Linked DNA regions of Mus musculus: region 2 is linked to region 1. The links are chromatin contacts, called in public targeted proximity ligation maps. All regions are on one chromosome and are shown on one strand. The core of a region is the stretch at or near the end of the contact, and the rest is flanking DNA. Distances in the headings are between cores, read along the strand shown. Region 1 overlaps Gm33036 (a long non-coding RNA gene). Region 2 holds the start of Slc35g1 (solute carrier family 35, member G1).

Region 1 (4,837 bases), core at 2,300-4,799:
ATCCAATTTTCCTTTCACGGATCAGGGAATCATCAGTCAGAAGAGAGCTCGTGGGAGAAGAGGTGAGAATGTCCCATGATGAAGCGTACCTCCTTCTTTGGCATCCTTACAGAGGGTCGGCCTGGCTCACAGAGCTACAGGCATGCAGCTCACTGTCCATCAATGATGGGTCCATCCGTGAATGGATGGATCCATCCATAGACAGGGGACAGCCTATAACATTTCCAGGTTACCCAAGCTTATTCCTCTGAACAGCACAAAACAAAGTGATCCTGTGAAAATTATACAGAAGGAAATATAACCTAGGAGATGGCTCTAAAACCCCAAGAAACAAGGGTGGTAAACCCAGGTCCCTGTGGGCCAGGATGCAGGGAAATAAGGAGTAGGAAGCCTTATTTATTTTATCAGACAGTTGCCAAGCCTGGTAAGAGGCTAGGATGAGGGCTTAGTGTGTGATGGGTCAAAGTCCAGTAAAGGAAGATGGGAACGTTCTAGAATTGGATGGTGAAAGAACTTGATGCCAAAGAACTATTCACTTAACAAGGCTAAAATGTTGATTATTTTTGTTTTTGTTTTGTTTTGTTTTGTTTGGTTTGGTTTGGTTTGGTTTTGGTTTTGGTTTTTCGAGACAGGGTTTCTCTGTGTAGCCCTGGCTGTCCTGGAATTCACTTTGTAGACCAGGCTGGTCTCGAACTCAGAGATCTGCCTGCCTCTGCCTCCTGTAATCCAACTCTTGGAAGGCAGATGAAGGGAGATCAAAAGTTCAAGGCCCGCTTCTTCTGCTACATTGCTAGTTCTAGTTTGGGACCAACCTGGGTTACAGGAGATACACACACACACACACTTCATTTGCCAAGTGTTGACATTTTAACAAGTGCTGGGATCAAAGGCGTGCATCACCACGCCCGGCTAAATGTGGAATTTTATATCATGCATATTTTACCATGATAAAAACAAATGGCTTTCCAAAAAAATTGTCTTCCGTCCCTGTTATTGCTATTTAGAAATCATCTGTATCTTAAAGAAAAAGCAGAATCATCTTTAAGATAAAGATCTACTTTATCTTAAGACTTGTCTTGTTTAAAAAAAAAAAAAAAAACTTGTCTTGTTAAAATGTCAACACTTGGCAAATGAAGTGTGTGTGAATCTCATGTAACCCAGGTTGATCCCAAACTAGAATAACAATGTAGCAGAAGAAGCTGGCCTTGAACTTTTGATCTCCCTGCATCTACCTTCCAAGAGTTGGATTACAGTTATGAATCATCAGACATGGTTTATGTCATGCTGGGATTGTATCCCAGGATTTTATGCCTGCTTAGGCAAAAGCTCTACCAACCGAGCTACACCCTTTCCCCCCGGCCCCGCCCCTTCTCTTACTAGCTCCACGAGCGCCACCTTTAGGCTCTTTCAGTCATCACACCGCGCTCATTCTTTTACACTTGGCGCAACATTCAAAAGCCATCTGTTTCCCATCAGGCTCCTGAGCAAGGCTAACCCCTTATTGATATGATACACGGTATCCTACGGTATACTTTATAGGTATCCATAAAGGGTTTTCCATCTATTGAAATCTCATCTTATAGTCTTGCTTCCATTGTGTCTCCGCAGGTTCTCACGATGGCATGCTCCATCAACGCAGGTATCGCCATGTCGCTTTAGAATTGGAAATGTTTGGATCCACAAGGTGTATGGATTTTGGTCGCAAGACTTTCTATTAACAGTCAGGCCCAACACAGCTTAGTTTATGAAGTCTGATTTTTCTAACCACCTGCCTTCTCCCTTTATCTGCTGTTATTTGTCCCAGCATACCTCCCCCTCATGGTTCACTTTTTAATCTATCTTGGGGAAATTTCCATGGTTTCTCTTGCCTGTGTATTTCACTTCCTCTCCTTTTCTAAGGTGTGGCACATAGCCAGATAGCTGACAATAGTTATCTTCTGCTCCCTTCTCCCCTGTTGCCTTCTATTGTGTAAACTGGGAAAGTTAAAGACTCACTTCCCATGAGCCTTTTCAGCTAGGAGTAGCCAAGTGACAGTTTCGGCCAACAGAACAGAAGCAGACTTTAGTGGAAAATGTTTTAGTTTTTCTGATGAAAGAAAGCAAAAAAGAAGCAAATGGACACACACAGCCCCAGTTTCTTCCCCTGCTCTTGGGTTTTGTTTTTGTTGTTGTTGTTGTTGTTGTTGTTGTTGAACATGATATTTGGAACTGGAACAATACCACCTTGAAGGAAAGCCCTAGAAAGTTCTGAGGCGCTGGCTCTGACATCTCTGAGCCAGGACCCAGTGCCAGCAGCCACTTACCTCGACCCCTTGCTTGCTCATTATCTGAGAGAGGAAGCAAAACCAGGAGCCACTGTTAGTCATGTTTTTCTGTTGCCCAAAGCTGAAAACGTTTCTTACTCTTGCCTAGTATAAGAGATATAATATTTACTTCAAAGTGTTGTAAAGATAAATGTAGGTAATGTCATTAGTAATTGTTTGGCATTTAGGGTACCCTAGCTACTGTTCTGAGCACTTTACATATGTGGATTATCTAAACTCTCTCAAAAATGCTTGTGAAGCCGGGCGTGGTGGCGCACGCCTTTAATCCCAGCACTCTGGAGGTAGAGGCAGGTGGATCTCTGAGTTCGAGGCCAGCCTGGTCTACAAAGTGAGTTCCAGGACAGCCAGGGCTACACAGAGAAATCCTGTCTCGAAAAACAACAACAACAAAAAAAGACATGATGGCCCTCTCCACCTTAAAGACAAAGAAATGAAGCCACTTACTCAAAATTAACAACTTATGAATGACAAGATTTTGTGTACTGTCGTCTGACTCCAGTCTGTCTACTTACTTACAAAGCACTTAGCCCAGAAGTACGAAGTTGGCACCCTGAAGCTGCTGGCAATACTAACGATGGTGATTAAGGAACATTTCCCTCTGGGGTGACTTGAAAGCCGAGCACCTGTGGTTGGGAAATGTACTGTGCACATGAAGGCAAAAACACTTGGACAACAAGATAAGCAATCCTGCGACAGGAGTCTTAAAACTAACAAGGCAGAGTTTGGGGTCAACTCCAATGGCATTCCAGGAGCCATCCATGATTCCCTTCCTTAGCTCTGTCCTCATCCGTAGGCCTCCATTCCCTGAGGACTATGTTCTTACCCGCCCCACCCCCACCCCCCGCTGTGATCCGCACCCACTCCCAGCCCTCCACCATCGGGATCACAGCTTTTCTTTATTTTGGGCTAAAACATCTTATACTTTTGTTCTTGTTGTTTTTATTTTGTTTGTTTGTTTGTTTGTTTTTTCGAGACAGGGTTTCTCTGTGTATCAATGGCTGTCCTGGAACTCACTTTGTAGACTAAGCTGGCCTCGAACTCAGAAATCCCCCTGCCTCTGCCTCCTGAGTGCTGGGATTAAAGGCGTGTGCCACCATGCCCGGCAACATATTATACTTTTAACTACCAATTGTGGCCACTAGGTGTCAGCATCTATCACAAAATGAGCCATTGCTCACACCAGCCTTCTTCAAATTTAAGCTCAAGACTGCAGTTATGTAAAAGCAAATCTGTTTTCTGGTCTATGGATGCTTAGTCTTTTTCTTGTTTTCTTGTTGTTTCCAGGCAGCAGACAGAAAAGGAAAGCAAAAGCTATTTCTTTTGATCTGCTAACCCAAGAGAGCCAGCTGCCACTACTGCGCTCTGGTGGGGACTGCAAGGAGTTATGAAAACTTTAAAGAGTGAAAAAGGGCCTGTCCCTCATGGATTCTGTTGGCATGCAGAAGCTTTAGTTGGCTACCATGAAGTAAGGCATCCTATGTGATTGGCTGGGGCACACATTTGATTTCCTCTATCAGTACAGAACTGAAAGCAGGTAGCTGAGAGGATTGGGGAGTGTCAGTCACTATCAAGGGCTGAGCAAGCCGGGCAGCAGATAGAGGAGCTCTGATAGAAGCTCACTTGTGGAATTAGTAACTAATCCATCAGGGGTTGTAGGATAGGCTGACTTCGAAAGCTATTTGCTGTAGATGGGGTTGGTTCCCTGAGCAGGGGTTAGGTTAAAGTTCTATTTTGATATATACTTTGTCGTATGTTTCCATCTCCCTGTGGTAAGCAGTAATCTTAGCTTTACATTTTTTTTATCATGTTTACAATGTATAAAGTGCATTTGTGTTTATCTCATGATTAGTGAGTGATACGAGACTTTGTCTCTTTACTGTAAAGCCAAGGAGTAGACTCAGAAATGTTCATTAATCCAAGCACCGTGGCGATGAAAGAACTTTAGGGGTGTGTGTGTGTGTGTGTGTGTAGGTGTGTGTGTGTGCCTGCTTGTGTATGGGGGTGGGGGGGAAGGTGCCTGCTTTAGGACTTCAAGTTCAGAGACACAGGTTCAAAAAGCACTAAATTGCTTTACAGAAGAAAGTAGAGGGTGTGGAAGCTAATAAAGATAAACAGTGCTAGTTTACCTTTGTAGTAAATGCCTATTGAATACCGGAGAGAGGGCGAGGCTACATGATAGGTAAGGTGAGGGACAAGAAGCCAGGTATGACTGGAAGTGGTGGTGTAAATCTTTAATCCCAGCACTTGGGAGACAGAAGCAGGCAGATCTCTGAGTCTGACACCAGCCTGGTCTACAGAGTGAGTTCCAGGACAGCTGGGGCTACACGAAGAAACCCTGTCCTGAAAAAAACAAACAGAAAGAAAGGAAGGAAGGAAGGAAAGAAGGAAGGATGGAAGAAAAAGCCAGTGTGGGACTTATGTATCCACTTCCAGCGTTGAACAGGTTGATACCAGAGGACCGTTACACTGTCCAGGCCAGCCTGAACTATATAGTAAACTCCAGGCCAGTCATA
Region 2 (5,143 bases), core at 2,027-4,526, 43 kb before region 1:
GAGACACAAACCTGTGGAAGCTGCAATTTGCTCTGAACAACTTGAACAGCCCCTCCACTCTCAGAATGTACACAGTGTTACCAGCTATGGGACAGTATTGCATAATTATGTTCCCTTTTTAAATGCCCTTCTCTGATAAATGATACACCAGGTAATATATTTCAACATCCTCATGTCAGATACCTTTGGCCACGAGTGGCTGCAAACCGTGACCAAAGCATGACAGCCTTTCTAGCAACATCACAGGGCCTGACCTTTGCACCAGCCATACTATCTGAATCAGACAGCTTCCTGTTCTGGGTGACCTGGAGAGACCACCCTGGGACTGTCATTCCACAAGAAGTGTCAGAGCCCCCGCCCCATGCCACCTTGTACCCCTGTGCTCCAACACCGTGGGAACGAACTATAAAGAGCCACTGGGGCACCAGGAGGAGGCCTGAGACTGCCAAGTGAAGCACCACAAAACACATGCCTTGGCTGTGGTCGGCCTTAGAATTGGGCTTCTGAAATTACAAAATCTAGATCCAAATAAAACAAGTTTTCTCAAAAGAAACCTCCATTCTCAGACAGAAGAAAATGAGGAGTCCTAGGACAGAAAACATCTTCCTGGTTTATTAATTCAAGGATCTCTCCAAAGTAAACCCATTGCCTTTTCTTTAAGAATTTAACAGTGGGCTGGAGAGGTGGCTCAGAGGTTAAGAGCACTGACTGCTCTTCCGGAGGTCCTGAGTTCAATTCCCAGCAACCACACAGTGACTCACAACCACCTGTAATGGGATCCAATGCCCTCTTCCAGTGTGTCTGATAACAGCTACAGTGGACTCATATAAAATAAATAAATAATAAAAAATGTTTTTAAAAAACAAAACAAAAAAAGAATTATAACAGTGTAATATTTAACTCCAAAAGTGGGTTTTTTGCTTTAAAATATTTTCTATGTATATAAGATATATGTATGTGTGTGCATTTATTTATTTATTCATTTATGTATTTAGAGGCAGGATCTCCCTATATGGCCCGGGCGGTCCTAGATCAGGCTGGCCTCCAATTCAGAGTCCCACTTCCCCTCTCTCCAAAGACTTGTGCCACCATGCCCAAATAAAAAAACATACAAATATTTAAGGTTCCTGTTTTCTGATTATGTACAGGCAGGTAACAGAGGGTTGAATCGAAATGGATTGTTAGTGAAGACAAGGAATAGTTCTGTTTGGGCAACCTCAGTTTCTTATTACATGATAATTTCAATTCCCTGTGAAAATGGTGACCAGCAAAGCAGCCCAAAGAGGCATTTTCTCATGTATACCACGCTAACATCCACTGAAAGGTGTATCTAATCACTCTACACAAGTTGAGCGTTTAATGACTCAAATTAAGCAGTCACCAGACAACTTCCAGAAGAGGGTAAAAAAACCTTTTTTTTACTTGGCTTCTCCACACTGCAGTAACCTGGACCTGATTTAGGATCACGGGGGTAACTTAGGTTTGGAACTTTGTAGATGCTAGCTGAAGGCCTGGTACACTATGCCAAGTGCTCACTCCAGCAGGAAAATGGGGTGCACAGGGCTAAGACAACTCTCTCTCTTTAGTACAGACTCTACACTGTACGGGAAACAGCAAACAAGAATCAGCAAACCTCTAAACTGGGTAAGGGTATCCAGTTCCAACCTAAGCTTGAAGGTGAGTTTTGTTAAGAAACCACTAAGATCTAGAGTCTGAAAGCCAGGCATAATGATGGAGGCCCTTAACCCCAGCACTCAAGGAGGCTTAGGCAAGACAACAGAGTGTGAGCCAGCCTAGACTGCACACAGAGTCTAAAATGAGCCAGTCAAAAATCCAATGCCAACTTTTGGCTTATAGTGGCTTGTGCTTTGTTTTCAAAATAACTGTTAGAAACTTGTCTTGAAATTGAAGGGCAAGATTCCTGGGCATTCACGATGTGCTGACATTTTTAGCACGTGCTGCCTGAGTAAGTATGCAGACCCCTTCATTCATGCCCGAATGGAAAACTAAAGAGTTTGCAAGGCCCAGTTCCACATTAGGCCAGAATGACATCCACCCATAGGGTGACTAGAAAAAAAACTGACCTCAGGAGCTCCCGGGTTAGTCAGCCCAACATGGGGTAACCTATCCATGCAAACAAAATCAGAAACCCGAGATCTTTTCTCTTTGCTTTCAGGACAGAAATGTAGCAATACTCATCTCCCCGAGACTTTTCTCTCTTAACTCAGAAAAACACAACTAAGAAGGTAGGAACCTGAGTGGGACAAGAGGCACAGAAGTCGTAGGGCATATTCAGGGGAAGAGACCCCGGAGATTAGATTGAGAAAGGTCTAAAAGATGGGCTTCTTACTGGAAAGCTATTTAGTGGAAAGGGCCCTAGGCAGACAGAGTCTCTGGCAAAAGTAGAGAGCCTTACCTAGTGCTGTCTGGACCTGCCCTACCCAGACCTTGGCAGATGGAGGTGGGGTGAGACCGAATCCCGAACCCCCATCTTCCACGGCCTCTCTTTACTTCTTTGTTAGGGGAATTTGAACGAAAGTTAAGGGTTCTTCACCGAGGCTCCTCGCAAGGTGTACCTCGTTTTAAGCCAGTAGCTAAAAAGTCCCCCTGTCCCCCCAAAGCTTGAGGGTCAGTGGTCCACTGAACTCTTCCTCTCTGCGATGCTGAGATTCCGTGACAAACACTTCCAGAACTCCAGTCTTTCCAACTTGGTTCAGGAAGATCGGTTTACACCCACGATGTGGGTTCCAAGTCGGCTTCCTGCCACCCGCTGCCTGGCCCCTCTCGGTGACCTTTCACCTCTGACTGCCACTGGACTGCGAGGTCCTGTCCCCCACCCCCCCACCCCCCACCCCCCGTCACCAATTTGGGGTTATTAACACTCGGAAACTTTCTGGGTCTCGGCTCAGGCCGGTGCGCAGAGGACCAGACCGACCCCGCCCGCCCGCACTCACCGGGCTCCCCACGCGAGCCGCACGCCCAGGCTCCACACGGCCAGCACCTGCCGCGGCCAGGGGCGCCCTCCGCCTCGACGTCCACGTGCTCCTCGCCGGGGGACGCCGGGTCCGCGAGCTGCAGCTCGGGCTCGCGCAGCTCCACCGCCTCGGCTGCAAGCTCCGCCGCGCTCTCCGGGGGCCCCATCCCGCAGCCCGCGCTCTCCCCGCAGCCGCGCGCCTTCTGGCGCCCGCAGCTGCCGCCCGGCCGCTCGGCTCTTCCGGCCCCCGGCGAGCCGGTGCGTGTGCGCGTGCGCGTGCGCCCGGCTCCGCGCGCTTGTCCTCCGCTGCCCTCCCGCCCCGGGGAGCCCGCCGCCTGCGCTCGCTCGTGCTCTCCGGCTGCGGTGGCTACAGCTGGCGCGGTGACTGTCCCCCACCCCCACCCCAGGGCAGTCGGGCTAGACAGCACACTGGTCCTCCTCTGTCTTTGCACAGACAGGGAGGGACGCTTGGTTCTCAGCCCTGGCGCCTCGGGTCTTGGGGCCTTCTGCTGCTTTAGAAAGACTGTACCTCTGAGCTGGGCGTGGTAGCCCACGCCCTTACTCCCAGCAGTTAGGGACAGAGGCATGTGGGTTTGTGAGTTCAAAGCCAGCTAAGGCTGTATAGTGAGACGCCCTCCCTAAATAAATACATGAATTAAATTAAATTAAATTAAATTAAAAGGGACTGAGTGTCTGTTTACTGATATGGATCACCTCTGTGATGCCCCGAGGACTTCTAAGCATTATGTGAGTTTTTAAACACACTTCGACCTGTCCAAGAATTTAAGGTGTAAACATAAAGATTGAAACATAAAATTGAAAAGGAGGGCTCTTTAAAAATGCAAGGCACCTGGGTGTGGTGGCAAATTGAGTGAAGAGGATCTTTGTGACTTCAAGGCCAGCCTGGTCTACAGAGCGAGTTCCAGGAAAGCCCTGGCAGCACAGAGAAACCCTTTCTCCACAAAACCAAAACCAACCATCCAAACAAACAAAAATTGCAAGGCAAAGGGGGCTGTCTCAACAAACTGAGACAAGTAGCTACCTCAGCTCTGTTAGCTCCAGATTTCAAAGAAAGAGACCGATATTCCAAGTGAAGGGCCTAGGCGGGGTAAATTTTACTCTTGATGAACTAACCAGTACCCCGAGCTCTTGACTCTAGCTGCATATGTATCAGAAGATGGCCTAGTCGGCCATCACTGGAAAGAGAGGCCCATTGGACACGCAAACTTTATATGCCCCAGTACAGGGGAACGCCAGGGCCAAAAAGGGGGAGTGGGTGGGTAGGGGAGTGGGGGTGGGTGGGTATGGGGGACTTTTGGTATAGCATTGGAAATGTAAATGAGCTAAATACCTAATAAAAAATGGAAAAAAAAAAAAGAGGGTGTACTCTGAAGATGGAACTCGTAGACAGGAAATGCATTTATTTTTCATTCCCCCTTAGATGGGACTTCGTCTTTTTCCCCATTGGCTGGGGTCAAACCTCACAGTCTTATTCCATCGCCAGTTTTTTAAGAACTGGCCCTCTTGAAATGAAGGAAGAAGGGGAAAGGGGAAGCTGATCTTTGGTTCTGCAATTCCTGGAATATAGCACTGGGCTTTGTGTAAACAGACATTTTAATGGGTGGTGGGAAAGATGGAAACATTTGCGTATGGGTGAGATAAAAGGACGTTGATTCCTTCTCCTAAACTCGTTTTATAAGTATTTGATAGAAAAGACTCATATTTAATATTTCTTAGAAATTCCTCCTCTTTAAAAAAAAAATACTTTTCCAAACTCACTGAAGTGTTAGCTCTTGCAGAGCAGTGGTGGTACAGGCCTTTAATCCCAGCACTTGGGAGGCAGAGGCAGGCAGATTTCTGAGTTTGAGGCCATCCTGGTCTATAGAGTTCCAAGACTGCCAGGGCTACACAGAGAAACCCTATCTTCAAACAAACTGTTGCGCCCACCTCGGCAAGGAAAACGCAACACTGTCGGATTCTTCTCAACAGCTTTATTGCAGGAACGCCTTGATGCTGCTACGGGAACCCAGGGAGGACTCCTTATATACACCCCAGCACAGGGAAAAGCTTTGTGTCCTCCTGGGATTGGTCAGTCTGCCCGGCACCTTAATTTGCATGCACCCGCAAAGGGGTTGGCGCCAGATTTGGGCTAGCACCTGCAGAGCACAG

Evidence for each region.
Region 2: a targeted proximity ligation map of intestinal villus epithelium shows a contact between it and region 1, with 42 read pairs. A contact is called at or near these places in 2 of 39 promoter capture datasets (embryonic stem cells and liver), 5 of 484 Hi-C or Micro-C datasets (embryonic stem cells, liver and nephron progenitors), 10 of 130 datasets of targeted methods (CD8 T cells, the SCID.adh cell line, embryonic fibroblasts and 4 more) and 4 of 9 other capture datasets (adipose tissue, embryonic stem cells, liver and 1 more).

The regions. Positions count from the first base shown.
Region 1 is chr19:38,351,568-38,356,404 of GRCm38.p6, reverse strand. Gm33036 (a long non-coding RNA gene) reads left to right here. Exons shown (of 4, transcript XR_003952856.1): 3 at 1,609-1,639; 4 at 3,609-4,166. Among named protein-coding and RNA genes, the nearest start is that of Gm33036, 4.5 kb to the left of the region's middle.
Region 2 is chr19:38,394,113-38,399,255 of GRCm38.p6, reverse strand. Slc35g1 (solute carrier family 35, member G1) reads right to left here and starts at 3,276. Exons shown (of 3, transcript NM_175507.3): 1 at 2,955-3,276. The coding sequence starts at 3,141.